Regions from separate parts of the Mus musculus genome. Here regions 2, 3 and 4 are each linked to region 1. The links are chromatin contacts, called in public HiChIP or PLAC-seq and promoter capture Hi-C maps. All regions are on one chromosome and are shown on one strand. Each heading gives the region's core, a stretch centred on a gene start, on an enhancer-like site or on the middle of the called end of the contact. The rest is flanking DNA. Distances are from core to core; before and after follow the strand shown.

What was found. Promoter capture Hi-C pulls out the DNA fragments that hold promoters and counts their contacts. HiChIP or PLAC-seq counts read pairs in DNA pulled down with a chosen protein or histone mark.
Region 2: a contact with region 1 is called in a promoter capture Hi-C map of liver, with 2.8 times the contacts expected there. The contact joins the enhancer-like site here to the promoter of Sh2d4a in region 1. A contact is called at or near these places in 3 of 39 promoter capture datasets (epiblast stem cells and liver), 1 of 484 Hi-C or Micro-C datasets (embryonic stem cells), 5 of 115 datasets of contacts at active chromatin or transcription factors (double positive thymocytes, embryonic stem cells and pancreatic cancer cells) and 3 of 9 other capture datasets (adipose tissue, liver and pancreatic islet).
Region 3: a contact with region 1 is called in an HNF4G HiChIP or PLAC-seq map of pancreatic cancer cells. The contact joins the enhancer-like site here to the promoter of Sh2d4a in region 1. A contact is called at or near these places in 2 of 39 promoter capture datasets (both in liver), 2 of 484 Hi-C or Micro-C datasets (both in liver), 3 of 115 datasets of contacts at active chromatin or transcription factors (bone marrow-derived macrophages, intestinal crypt epithelium and pancreatic cancer cells) and 4 of 9 other capture datasets (adipose tissue, liver, macrophages and 1 more).
Region 4: a promoter capture Hi-C map of liver shows a contact between it and region 1. The contact joins the enhancer-like site here to the promoter of Sh2d4a in region 1. A contact is called at or near these places in 8 of 39 promoter capture datasets (the C10 cell line, HPC-7-derived erythroid cells, cranial neural crest and 4 more), 1 of 484 Hi-C or Micro-C datasets (bone marrow-derived macrophages), 4 of 115 datasets of contacts at active chromatin or transcription factors (bone marrow-derived dendritic cells, embryonic stem cells, intestinal crypt epithelium and 1 more) and 3 of 9 other capture datasets (adipose tissue, embryonic stem cells and liver).

The regions. Positions count from the first base shown.
Region 1 is chr8:68,274,883-68,277,825 of GRCm38.p6, reverse strand. Sh2d4a (SH2 domain containing 4A) reads right to left here and starts at 1,298. Exons shown (of 9, transcript NM_028182.1): 1 at 954-1,298.
Region 2 is chr8:68,119,921-68,122,973 of GRCm38.p6, reverse strand. It overlaps a transcript of Psd3 not described here. Among named protein-coding and RNA genes, the nearest start is that of Psd3, 150 kb to the right of the region's middle. Within about 2 kb of position 1,258, at least 128 of the 459 cell types and tissues checked have an H3K27ac peak or open chromatin away from gene starts, as enhancers often do. A contact at or near this core is called in adipose tissue, liver, pancreatic cancer cells and 1 more, where this site is marked.
Region 3 is chr8:68,082,246-68,085,021 of GRCm38.p6, reverse strand. It overlaps a transcript of Psd3 not described here. Among named protein-coding and RNA genes, the nearest start is that of Psd3, 110 kb to the right of the region's middle. Within about 2 kb of position 1,266, at least 96 of the 459 cell types and tissues checked have an H3K27ac peak or open chromatin away from gene starts, as enhancers often do. A contact at or near this core is called in adipose tissue, intestinal crypt epithelium and pancreatic cancer cells, where this site is marked.
Region 4 is chr8:68,024,252-68,027,040 of GRCm38.p6, reverse strand. Gm15991 (a long non-coding RNA gene) reads right to left here. Exons shown (of 7, transcript XR_003947558.1): 7 at 1-2,789. It also overlaps a transcript of Psd3 not described here. Among named protein-coding and RNA genes, the nearest start is that of Psd3, 51 kb to the right of the region's middle. Within about 2 kb of position 1,515, at least 2 of the 459 cell types and tissues checked have an H3K27ac peak or open chromatin away from gene starts, as enhancers often do. A contact at or near this core is called in liver, where this site is marked.

The sequences.
Region 1 (2,943 bases), core at 49-2,548:
AAATTAAAAATTATAAATACATTGTTTCGTTCCACAAACAAGAGAAGCTTGTCAGGGAACTGAGCAAGATGTAGCTGGTTATCCCTGCTTCTCTAGGGCCATAGTGAAGAGAAACACTATTGAGAAAATCTGCAAACAGTGAGTGACTCCACCTAGGGCCCATGAACCCCCCAGGGCAGGAGTGGCTGCGGATGGTTTACTTTTGTTGAGGAAAGTTCTTGCTAGGCTGATTTTAGATTGAGCCTTGACCCAGAACCATAGGGAGGGGACGAGCCCGCTGCTCTCTGTACCACGTGAGGGCGCCCGCGGGAGGGTGTCCCCGCGCGGGGAGCTCTCTAATAGAGTTCTGCGTGGGCTGAAACAGGTTTCAGGACTCTGTCTGGAAGGTCACCTCCGGGCCAGGAGAGACCACATGGCACTGCCCAGTGATTGGACCTCCGCTGATTTGTGGGTACTGTTGCAGGCACCCAGCACCTGCTTCGTGGCCCCGACCCTCGCAGGTTGCTTCCGCAGCTGCACCTGCCCCGGCCAGTGTAAGCACTCACCACGCGTGCATGCACACCGCCCGGGCACCATGACTTCCCTGAAAGACTCCAAGTTGCCTCCGATTCTCCTCCCACTGGAGACTCTTAGTATAATGATCACAAGCCCTCTATTCTTAGGGCCGCCACTCGCCCGGCCCCGGCTGCCGATACTGGACACCCTACACGAGACATCGGACACCCACAGCTGTGGCGGTCGGTTCCTCTGGGCACCCGAGCTCGCCCTGCGCGCGGTGGAGGAGGGACCAGAGGGACAGGTGAACAGCCTGACCGCGGGAACCAGGGTCTCCTCCTGTCCCTGTCCTCTGTGCTTTACCCTTCGCTCTAGAGACTCACCTGCTGGTTCCCACTCCTCGCTCACCCTTCTGCCTGGCTCCATGCTCCAGCGTTTTACCCGACCCGGTCACCTACCTGCTCAGTACCCGGAGCAAGGTGACCCAAGCACCTGCCACCTCCAGATTGCCTACAGCAACTGTCCGGGAAGAGAAGGGAGGACAAGCAGAGACCCAGCCTCCCAGAGACCCAGCCGCGCGGGCTGTCTGGACAAACACTCGGGACCAGAAGGACACTCAGCGTCCAGATCGCAGCCCTGGCCCGCCCCGCCGCGCCCACATGCTGGGGTGACTGACTGGGCGCTCCCTCAAGGCCCCACCCGGGTGCTGGAGGCGCTCCAGGGCCAGTAGGCAAGCTTGGCTGCCTTGGTCCAGTGACAGCAAGGCCACTAGTCCTTGGTTAATCTAGAGCGCTGTCTACAGTCTGGGGTAGTTTGCCTTACCACCTCAGTGGGGGTCTGTGGGACTTATTAATTACAATAGTCCGGCCCCTTCCACATTTGACTTGTAGGTGGAGCCTGCGGAGGCAGGCAAGGCCCATTTGGGAACCTGGGTCCTGCAGGCCAAGTTGGCTGTAGTTCTGCCCCTGCATTCTACAGCTTACTTTTTCCTTCTCTTTTGTTGACATTAAGTAAATTATCAAACTCTGAAGCATTTGTGACTCCAGGTGTGGCTTTACCGAGCATGATCAAGGAAGAGAAAGACTGGAATGCTGCAGGCTGAAGGCACTAGGGACAGGGGCAGCCAGGGAGAGAAACATGAAAGGGGGAAAAAGGTGGAAGTCCCCTGTGACTAACAGATCAGGGCCCGGATGGCACAGAGCACCAATGAAGCCTAAGCATACGTGGGAGGGAGGAAAGCTGAGCCGAGTGGAAAGGTGGACCAGCCTTTTCCACGGGTGAGGAACGTTAGGGATGTGGGGAGAAAACAGGGCTGAGAGGTGCGGAGGGATGACACAGGACCTCAGACTGTGGAGGTTAGAGAGAAGTCTTATAAACAAGAAACACGGTGTGACTTTATACACCCTGTCCAATCGATTTAGGAGCCTGGCATGCTGGACCCAAACATTGTTTATCTTAGGCTTTCACAACCGCAGAAAACCCTTGAGTTGGAAAACCTTACAGCCAGGAGTTACACCCTACACTCTCAGGAAACACGACTCAGCCATTTGGGAATTGTGCTTGAGATCCACTCAGGCAAGGACTCCCGGCCCGAAGCTTACTCTCCACTGTACTGAACTGGGTGGCCAGATGAGGTGCCTTAGAATGCTCTGTCCTCCTCTGCCTACTGGTGGTATCTGCTCAGCACGTGTCCTCACACTCTCTGGAAACTAAGGAGCTGTACAAGCTGGCTATCAGCCAGCTCAGGGGCCCATGGGACACTGATGCTATCACTAGGTACCCTCCTCCAGACTCATTCTGTCTCCAAGTCCTGACAAGCCTTTCTTGATGACAGCTCTCCCCCTTACATTTAGCCTTACAGTTTGCCATTCACGATATCAGCAGTGCCTGGCTGATTCAATTCTTGTGAGGCTCAAGTGAGATAATGCATGCAAAGTGCTCAGAGCATGGCTGGCCCTAATATGTTTGGATACTTACTGCATGCCAGAGACTATTGAATAGATAGAGGCTCTTGCACAAAGTGTTCAGAACCATTTCTGGCACGCAATATTCAAATGCATTTGCTCCTATTACTCCACATCAGATACTGTAAATTCGTGTTCCTACTTTATACCAAGGCTATGAATTTTTGTGTCTCACCTTACCTGGATTGAGGCTATGAGCAATTATCCTGGTCAAAGCATGCAGGCCATTGCTGTACCAGGTATCGGTCTGTGTGCTCAGTAGAAAACAGCAGAAGTGGTGGTGTTCTATTTCCCAGGCTAGTGTGTGGTAGTGGCAAGGATTTATTATCCCAGCACTTGAGATGCTGAAATAGAGAGATAGCAGTTCCAGGCCAGTGTGAGCTACTTAGTTTCAGGCCTAGATTCCCAGTGAGAAGATGAGAAAATAAAGCCTGTAGCTCTGCGTTGTCTGTAGCCCTGTCTCTTCCCCGTCATCCCTTCTCCT
Region 2 (3,053 bases), core at 9-2,508, 150 kb after region 1:
TCCTAACCCCAAATTCACTGCTGACTCTCACCAGTAATTCCTCTAGTTTTAGAGTCTTTCCTGTCTTTTCAGACAGAAAGCATAAAAATATGTAAATGGCTACCTAATATAGGCAAAAACAATACACATGTGCTCATTTGTGTATTAGGATGTATATATCGACATATATTATATTTTAATTATTTTGCTACATGAACAAATTTCTTCAAAGCTTCAAATGTATAGGTACATTCCAAGAGGAGCAGCTAATAGTTACTGAGAATTGGTTGTGCACCTCGTACTATTTATTTAATCCCTACATCAATAGCAAACTTGTAAACTAGGAATGATTAGCTAGTCTTAGAGACAATTAAAAGTTTTCTTTAAGTGGAAGGAAGAGTTGGAGAAACGTTTGCCACCAAAGTTTTATCTTTTCAATCAAAATGCTATTTATATACAATAATAACCATGATTTCTCTGTTTCTTACCCCCTACTTCTTACCCAGGACCAACACTCCTTTAGTAGACGCCCCCCACTCCGATATTTAATGAATTCTTGTGAAGGTTTCCTACATAGGCTTTCCAAGCCAGCCCTCCCTTCAGCTCCTGACCATCATCTCTTTCTCTGCATTTCCCATATTCCAGCTCATACAACTTAGAATAGACATATTTGTCACTGCTACAATAAGTTCACAAATTAAAAGGGCCACTGATAGCGCTATCTGGGTTCCCCCAAAAGCCTCTTTAGGATCCAAATGCACAGGGCTGGGGGTGGGGAATACACAGACTCTAATGGCCTCTCAGAAGTCCCTCCTCTCAGTCATTTCAGCAACGTTTGAATTTGGGGGGGCAATACATCAAACTATAATATTTAATACTTTGGCCTGGGCCACGAGACCTACCAGCATGGGTCCCCTGAAGCTACTGTAGCCCTTAAAGCAAAGCTTCATGAAGAGTCCCAATTGTTCAAAACTGTCTCACTTATACAGGCAAAGGAGACTGAAAGTCCATCTCAATGTTTGCTGAAAGTTTCATTTATAAACCACATACCGTCTTTCAGATCATACTCCAAATCACAGGAATAGTCAAAATAACTTAGGATTAATCAATAGAAGGAACAGTTAAAGGTAAATAAGTGATTCCATTTGGACATAGGTGTGGAAGTCTGTCTTGATTCACTCACACACACACACACACACACACACACACACACACACACACATCTGTCACTTGTATGCTGTTCTCCACCAATGTTTGCTTTTGTGACTCTGAGCAGAGTCCAGTTCTCCAGCAAACACAATTCTCTGGCCCTCAGCCCATTGAAGAGTCCCCCTGGGTGCTAAAGGTGTGTTGTTTCCTTCCACAGACTGATGGTAAAGCCATGGGGCTGAGTCATGTCTGCCTGCAGCTGCTGAGACACTGAGGTCTGAAACCCTGGCGAGGACTGGCTCTGCTCCCTTGGAGGAAATGGCCGAGCAGCCTCAGCCACAGCAGATGAAAACTTCCTTCCTTTTCATCCAGCTGCAGCCCCCACCAACCCAAGCTACCCAAACTCTCCCCGCCCCTTCTCCAGCAACCGCAGTCGCAACAGCAGCCCCAGGGGGCCTGGAGGAGGGACACATTTTCCCAAGTCCCAGAGCAAGCTTCTTCTCTGCTCCCTGGAACTTCAGATGTACGCAGGGCTTAGCTCCATCGCCTTCGAGTCTCCTGCCCGGGGAAGGCCCTGGAACACTGAGACCAGCTGCTTTCGATTGCTACTCACTGAAGGAAAAGAAGGAAGAAACAGAGAAATCTCAGAATCTGCATGTAAAGAGGAGTGGGGTTTGTGGATCCCCACATAGTAGGCGTTGCCTGGTCCCTGCTTCTAGGAAACTTGGCCTACCACAACAACTGCCATGTAGGCTTGCTAGCCCAGCTCCTACACTGAATGATAGAAACAGCAGTCCTTCCATAGGCTGGAAGCACCGGCCAGTCATTTCTGCCCACGGGGACCTGTGGGATATGGACCCAGAAGCCAGGAATGCCATCGAATTCTCAGTTCCACAAAGCACCCTGTCCTATGCAGCTGACAGGGGCAAAAGGGCACTCCAGAGGAGAGGGACTGTAAACCAAGAGGTACTCCCAAAGAACTGTGAAGAAGACATAGGTACCACAGTGCTGGCAACAAGGGCACAGCTCTTCAGATATTGCCCCACCATTCAGATCAGCCAGAGTTGCCTGGCCCCACCTGCTGCTGTGCCTCTCAAGGTAAGAACCTGGGATTCTCTAGATTTTGGAGACAGGGCACAGAATGGAAATTCTGACTCTGTGCCACTCTTGTAGGTCACCTGTACCTCAGGAACGGAGGTGCCTATCCGCTACAGTACTCTTTTGGCTCTTCCCAGCCATTGATAGCATCCTGTGCTAAAGCAGACAATGGATATCAGTTTCTCAAGATTTTTGCCTAGGAAGGTTGAGTAAGGGAGGGCATACTTTATAAGACAGGAGCAGAAGGAACTACAAGGAGGTTCACAGACAGGGGATGGTGGTGGGGAGAGGAGCCAGCCATTATACTAGCTGTTTTCTCACGTCTGCTAATTCTCATAGCCATTCTCAGAAATTGGGGTTGGAATTTCTAGTTTCAGATATGAGAATTAAGGTGTGGCTAAGCTGAAATCCTCTCCCTCCTTTCAAAAAAAAAAAAGACTAAAAGCAACCCCTGTTTTTAAGGTCTTGCTGAGGAAAATGGGGAGGGGGCTTCCGTGGGGAGTGGTGTTTTTCAGAACTGAAGCACAGCCTTGGAACACTGATCCCCTTAAACATATGACGTTTAGAGCCCACATTCACCTGCCTTCGGTCCCTGGCACCAGGTGGATGATCAGTCCTGGACACGAGTCTGTGTCTCCATCAGGAAGTGAGAGGTGGCCCCATGCGGTATCCAGGGTACCTTTGGGCCCTTGTAGGCTCTCCTCTTGATCATACCCATGCTGTGATGTATAAGTTCCTGCATCTCTGGACCACCCTTCCCATTATGCTATCTCATGATGTCCATCCTCTTCAGTGAGTTCAAGTGCATCACTTGAAAGATGGGTGAA
Region 3 (2,776 bases), core at 17-2,516, 190 kb after region 1:
TGTCAATCTTCCAAATATGGGGCCCTTTTATATAGTTTTTTATGTTGTGGTGAACTCCAACCCTAAAATTATGTTTGTTGCTTCTTCATTACTCTAACTTTGCTACTATTATAAATGGTAACATGAACATCTAATATGCAGTATATCTAATATGCGCCCCCTGTGAAAGGGTCACACAACTCCCAGGTAGAGTCTTAGAGGCTCACGGTGACTCAGAGGCATAAGGAGTGCAACTGTTGTGTTTGTGAGTAAGACTACAGTTGTGGGAGATATTTTTCTCTCTTCTTTAAAAAGAACACCTCAGTTTAGAAGCTTTTGGAGAGTCAATTGTGCTCCCTCCAATTCATGTTCCTATACTAACTAACACATGTAAATGTGTTTGAAGATGAGGTTTGTGAAGAGGTGAGGGAAACTGAGGTCACCAGAGGTAGCACTAATGCAAGCTGACTGAAGTCACCTGCAATCTCCATATTCAGTAGGCTATGGCAAGAAGATCAAGAATTAGAGAGTAGCCAGGGCGTACATGCATCAAGTGTGACCCTGATGTGGCACAGGGTACATCCATTGGCAAGCAAAGTAAAGAAGCCTCAAGCGATCAAGCCTGCTGACACTTGCTGCCTCCAGAACCCTGAGAAAATGAATTGCTGTTGGTAAAGCTTATTTCTATCATATTTCTCTTTAGCGGTCCAAGGAAAATGGCATCTTGTGCAGCAGTCCCAAGTTTATGTGACATGAGAAGACCCGGTTATACTTCCTTGTTCCCCTGCCCGTGCAGAATAAACAATGTTGGTCTTCTTTATTTTGTGAATGGATCTACTTAGAGATTCATAATCACATTCTATCCTGCCAGCTTGCAGCTCAACAAACATTTCACAGTTCCGTGTTTATTGGCCACTTGCTGATTTTAAGCCAGTACTCGTTCTTCATAAGCTAGCACATTGGTAATTAAACCATGCAGAGTACATAAACTATTCATTCAATGGCTGAGTACTATTAGGCTCTTTTATCCATCCATCTTCACAAACTCACTGCTTTTTATTGCGCTCAAAGCTGCAACCATTTCTTTAGAAATCTGCCTTTCAAAGGTGTGGACTTTAACCAGCAGGGGGAGGGGGATAAAAGAACACACTGCCCTCATAAAAGGATCCTATAAAAGTGTCTCCAGGTGCTCTTCTGTTTTCAGGCAATAGATCTGCCAGGACTATGTGCCCTGGAGGAGAGAGTGGAACCGGGCCTCTTTGAAGAGCCGAGAAGACTGGTTCCACTGTCTCACCAGGCTTGCTGTTTTATTTCAGTCCCAGGGGGAAGCCAACAAGCCCATTGGCCTCACCCTGACTGCTACTTCTGGCAGAGACTTCTGGAGAATGAATCAGAAGCCGGCTGCCCTAGCTCTTTGAAGTCTTTGAATGTGCATGCTACTTGTTTCTAGGTTTGGGCAAGCCAGGGCTACTGCATAACGAAGGATAGAAAGCAAATTTGCATAGTATTTCATTTTTTCAACAAGTCTAAGCCAAAGACATTCAGTGACCAAACTTGAAGGTGAGTAGACATTATCTGCCACCAGAATCATCAGACCAGAAAGCCTACCAGTCTAAAACTTGGCTCCTAGGACAGGGTATTATGTCAGTTTCTCCCGGAGTACAAGTATTGTGGTCGTTTTGCTAACATGTTTCTGTCCATAGGGAGGAGAGGGACAGATCTTGCTGATTAATTCATATCACTCACCACATTGCTTCTGAGTACTTCCTTGTGCCAGGTGTTATGTAAGGTCGTAGAGAACAGCAATGAATCAGGCTCTGCCCTTAGGGCTCAACAGTACAACTTAGGCGGAGCAAAAGCTGTTTGCTCCACCCCTCCCCCCTCTGCCAGCCCTCAGCTCTCTTATCAATGTCTTTTCCTCCATTCATTTGTTCTCTGCTCACTCCCACTCCCAGGGTTTTACTACTGGAAAAGCTCCAGGAAGAGAGGTGATGCCTAGCCAGGGCACCAATCCCCAGTGGAGGAATTTTATCATATAAATAATATTGTTACATGTATTTAATGGCCCCTCTAGTTCAGGGATCCCAAATCCCTGTGTGTAATGAAATCTGTAGTCTGAATCAGCTTTGCTATACCCTAGAGGTCCTGGGGGAGTAGCCTAGAACTCAGGGAGCTGCCAGGGTTGAGAGGCACCTCAAGGCTTGAAATCCACAGTGAAGTTTGTCAATAGATAATCAGAAGCTGACTGCCATTGCATCTCTCTCTCTCTTCCCCCCCCCCTCTCTCTCTCTCTCTCTCTCTCTGTGTGTGTGTGTGTGTGTGTGTGTGTGTGTGTGCTTATGTTCTTAAGTACCTTGTCTACTCAAGCACCTAGCTTATTTTCTGCTTCCTGAAGAGATTTATGGCTACATTTCCATAGGAATAAAAGTCCTGCTGGCAGGGAGCCCCAGAGAGGCAGAGAGTGGTGGTTTGTAGAGAATCACTGAAAAAATGTAATTGCTGGCAGCTGTTTGCCCCAGGGCTGCCAGTCATAAAATTTAACCCTTAATTATCCAGGCATTCTACAGGCAGAGACCTCTCTTGATCTAAGACAAGTGTTCACCATAGTCCTATAATAGAGGACTGTATATCTGTCATTACCTATTTTAAAGTCATTGCTTCTATTGCAGGACTAACCAACCATTGCACTTGTTAAGACATGAGTGATGGTGAAAGCTGGTATTAAATACTGCTCAGCAATGTCAACAGTACTTCTTTTGTGAGGTACAACAAAACCTCATCAGCTCTTACTGAGGAG
Region 4 (2,789 bases), core at 266-2,765, 250 kb after region 1:
CAGCCCAGCGCTCCACACTTATATTGAAGAGTGTTCCTTATTAATCATTGAGGTATTTTTCCATCTAGTCAGGCTGATGGTCAAGATTAGCTATCATAGGAAGTATGCATTTTTAAAAATTACTTTGACAGCTTATTATAGACTTTGAAGACTGAGAAATGGGATAACAGTGTAGCGTGTAGTGCCTTACTGAGAAATCCATCTCATCTTAGAGGCATTTCCTTTAAAGTAGCCTACTGTATTTTATCCGATGTCTGTCAAGTGTTTCCTAACTATAGGCTTGCATGCTGGTAGTTAGTACTGCAAAAAGTTATTCAGCCCACTTTCCATCTTATAAAGGGGAATTAAAATGCTTGCTGCCCACTCCTCTCATTGAAGAGACCTATATTTTAGAAGTACAGCCATAGGCCATAATGGTTTCATGAAGTCTAGGGCAGTTTTCAGTCTTTTATTATTATGACAAATTCCCAAGGGAAACAGACTGAAAGGAGGGACGCTTTATTTTTGCTATATGGATGAATGAGGTCGTGCTAGTAATGTTCATTAAACTCAGTGGAAGGAATGGGTATGGGGAACCCCAGGTGCTATATTACTAAGAGTTTTGGCTTTTACTCTGCTATTAAGCTTCCATTTATTTTGCTCACACGTTGCTTTGGACAATAAAGCAAAAAGCTATATTAAACTTGAGGCCCATCTAGTGGGAATGATAATATTCAGGTGTCAAAATGGAGGAGTGAGCCTATTGCTTCTCGTGTTTTAACTTTCATCCATTGCAAAAAAATCACACATGCTTGACTGGTGAAAGGGGACACCTTTTCTATAGCTCATAGGGTCTTCTTGTGTCCAATCAGTACTTTAAGAAGCTGTAAGTCTTTAGAGCAGTTCAAATCAAATAGTAAGTCCTGATTTTGTTACTTACTGTGTGTGCATTCCCACCTGAGGATATGGTTGGTGCACACACACGGTCACATGCACTGAGGTGTTGAGATGTAAGAGGAAAAGGCCGTGCTGTGCTGGCAGAGCTTGTGGCTCCTTTGTGAAGAGTCACTGCAGGTTTCTGAAGGACACATCCCTTTCTCCACAGGCAGGGCTTTCCCTGATTCCATTTGGAGGGGTTTCTTTTACACTTTTGCAGAACATGTGTATATATTTTTAGGTACTATAAACTATCTTGCATAACTGAATGTATTATTCAACTTCATGCTAGTACTATAATCAAATACTGGAGGCAGACAACCTCGAGAAAAATACCAGTGGAATCTGACAAGAAAGGGCCTCCCTGTGTCCAGTCAGTTCTCAGAAAAAGCTATTTGAGGAAACCAATTCATTTGTTGTTTGTTAGTTTGCTTGGTCATTGCTCACATACTTGAAGGCATAACAGTCTCTAGGTCATGAAAGAAAGTGATAAATCTGATGTTTGGTGAAGACAAATTAGGGGTAGGTAGTGACAGCTCTCAACATTTGATCAGTACCTCCTGTTGGTTAATGATACACAGTCTTGTGAACATTATTAGTTCTGGAATAAGAGTCACTTTCAGGTTCATGCCGGTATGACCTGCATGTACTTCAGACCCTGGGGTATCAGCTGTGTTTCATGTGGAGACTTGTCATATTGACAAACACAAGATCTTAGTGATAAGAAATGTAAGGATAGGTGTGTCTACCAATCACATTATTAAGAGTAAATATAAAAAGGTGAACACATGATTAGAGCCAAGATCTATGGTCAGACGGTTGGTAATTGAAATTTTTAGAGCCAGAGCCCCAAAATCTTTATTCAGATGGGAGAGGGAGGACAAAAACTAGCTATGTGACAAAGCTTCCAATTTACAATTCCCTATAAGGACACATACATACATATAGGACCCATATCTCCACGTGGCCTAACCCTTTAACATCTTGCCACTTCCCAACAGGGCCCAAGCCCGTAATACATAAGATTCCTGGGAGACATACAGCATCTGAATTGTAGCACTAGCTGAGTTAAAATCCACATGCCCAAATGTTCAGAGAGGCATTTATGAATGGCCTATAAATGGAGCTATTGTAATAGATAACAGCAAAGTTTAAAATAATGTTGATATTCAGGATGGCAGTTGGGGTGGGGAGGAAGAACTTAGATGGAAGGGAAATAATTCTGAACTTTCCTTTTTATTCCAGAGAAAGAGAGTGCCTAATTGTGAACATATTCTAAGCAATGAGCTGGGGAGTAAGGCACATTTAAAAATAGCAATTTAAAATGAATGAGCCTTTGTATGAGCTGAGGTTTAATAAAGAATAAAGTAGTCATGAAAATTGTATTTTAGTAGACTATTTTAAACTTTGGATTTTAAACAACATTTGAGAATTGTGAAAGAAAAGGAAAAAGTCTGACCCCAAAGCAACACAAATGATTAAAACTCTGGATAAGGGGGTATACCCTGTGAAGCTATCTTGGTTACCTTATTTATAGTGTTATGCTTTCTTTGAGTTTTATAATAAGCAAGAGGGGTTATAAAATAGGAGCCAGTGACTTGGAATGAGTTGAGAATCCATGTAGACACAGGAATCTTTGTGCCTCTCTGCAGAATAGTACTTCAGAGCCTCTCAGGACATTTTAGGGGCCCCGCCTAGAAGTCAAGAATAGCCCAGGAGGTAACTCTAAGGGAATAATCATTGCCTGCTCTGAGAACTCAAAAGAGGCAACTCAACCTTTGAAATAAAAAACCAAAACCAAAACAAACAAACAAAACCCCCCAAAATCAAAAAACTAATAAGAGTTCTGGATTATAAGAAATTTTGTGTGGAAA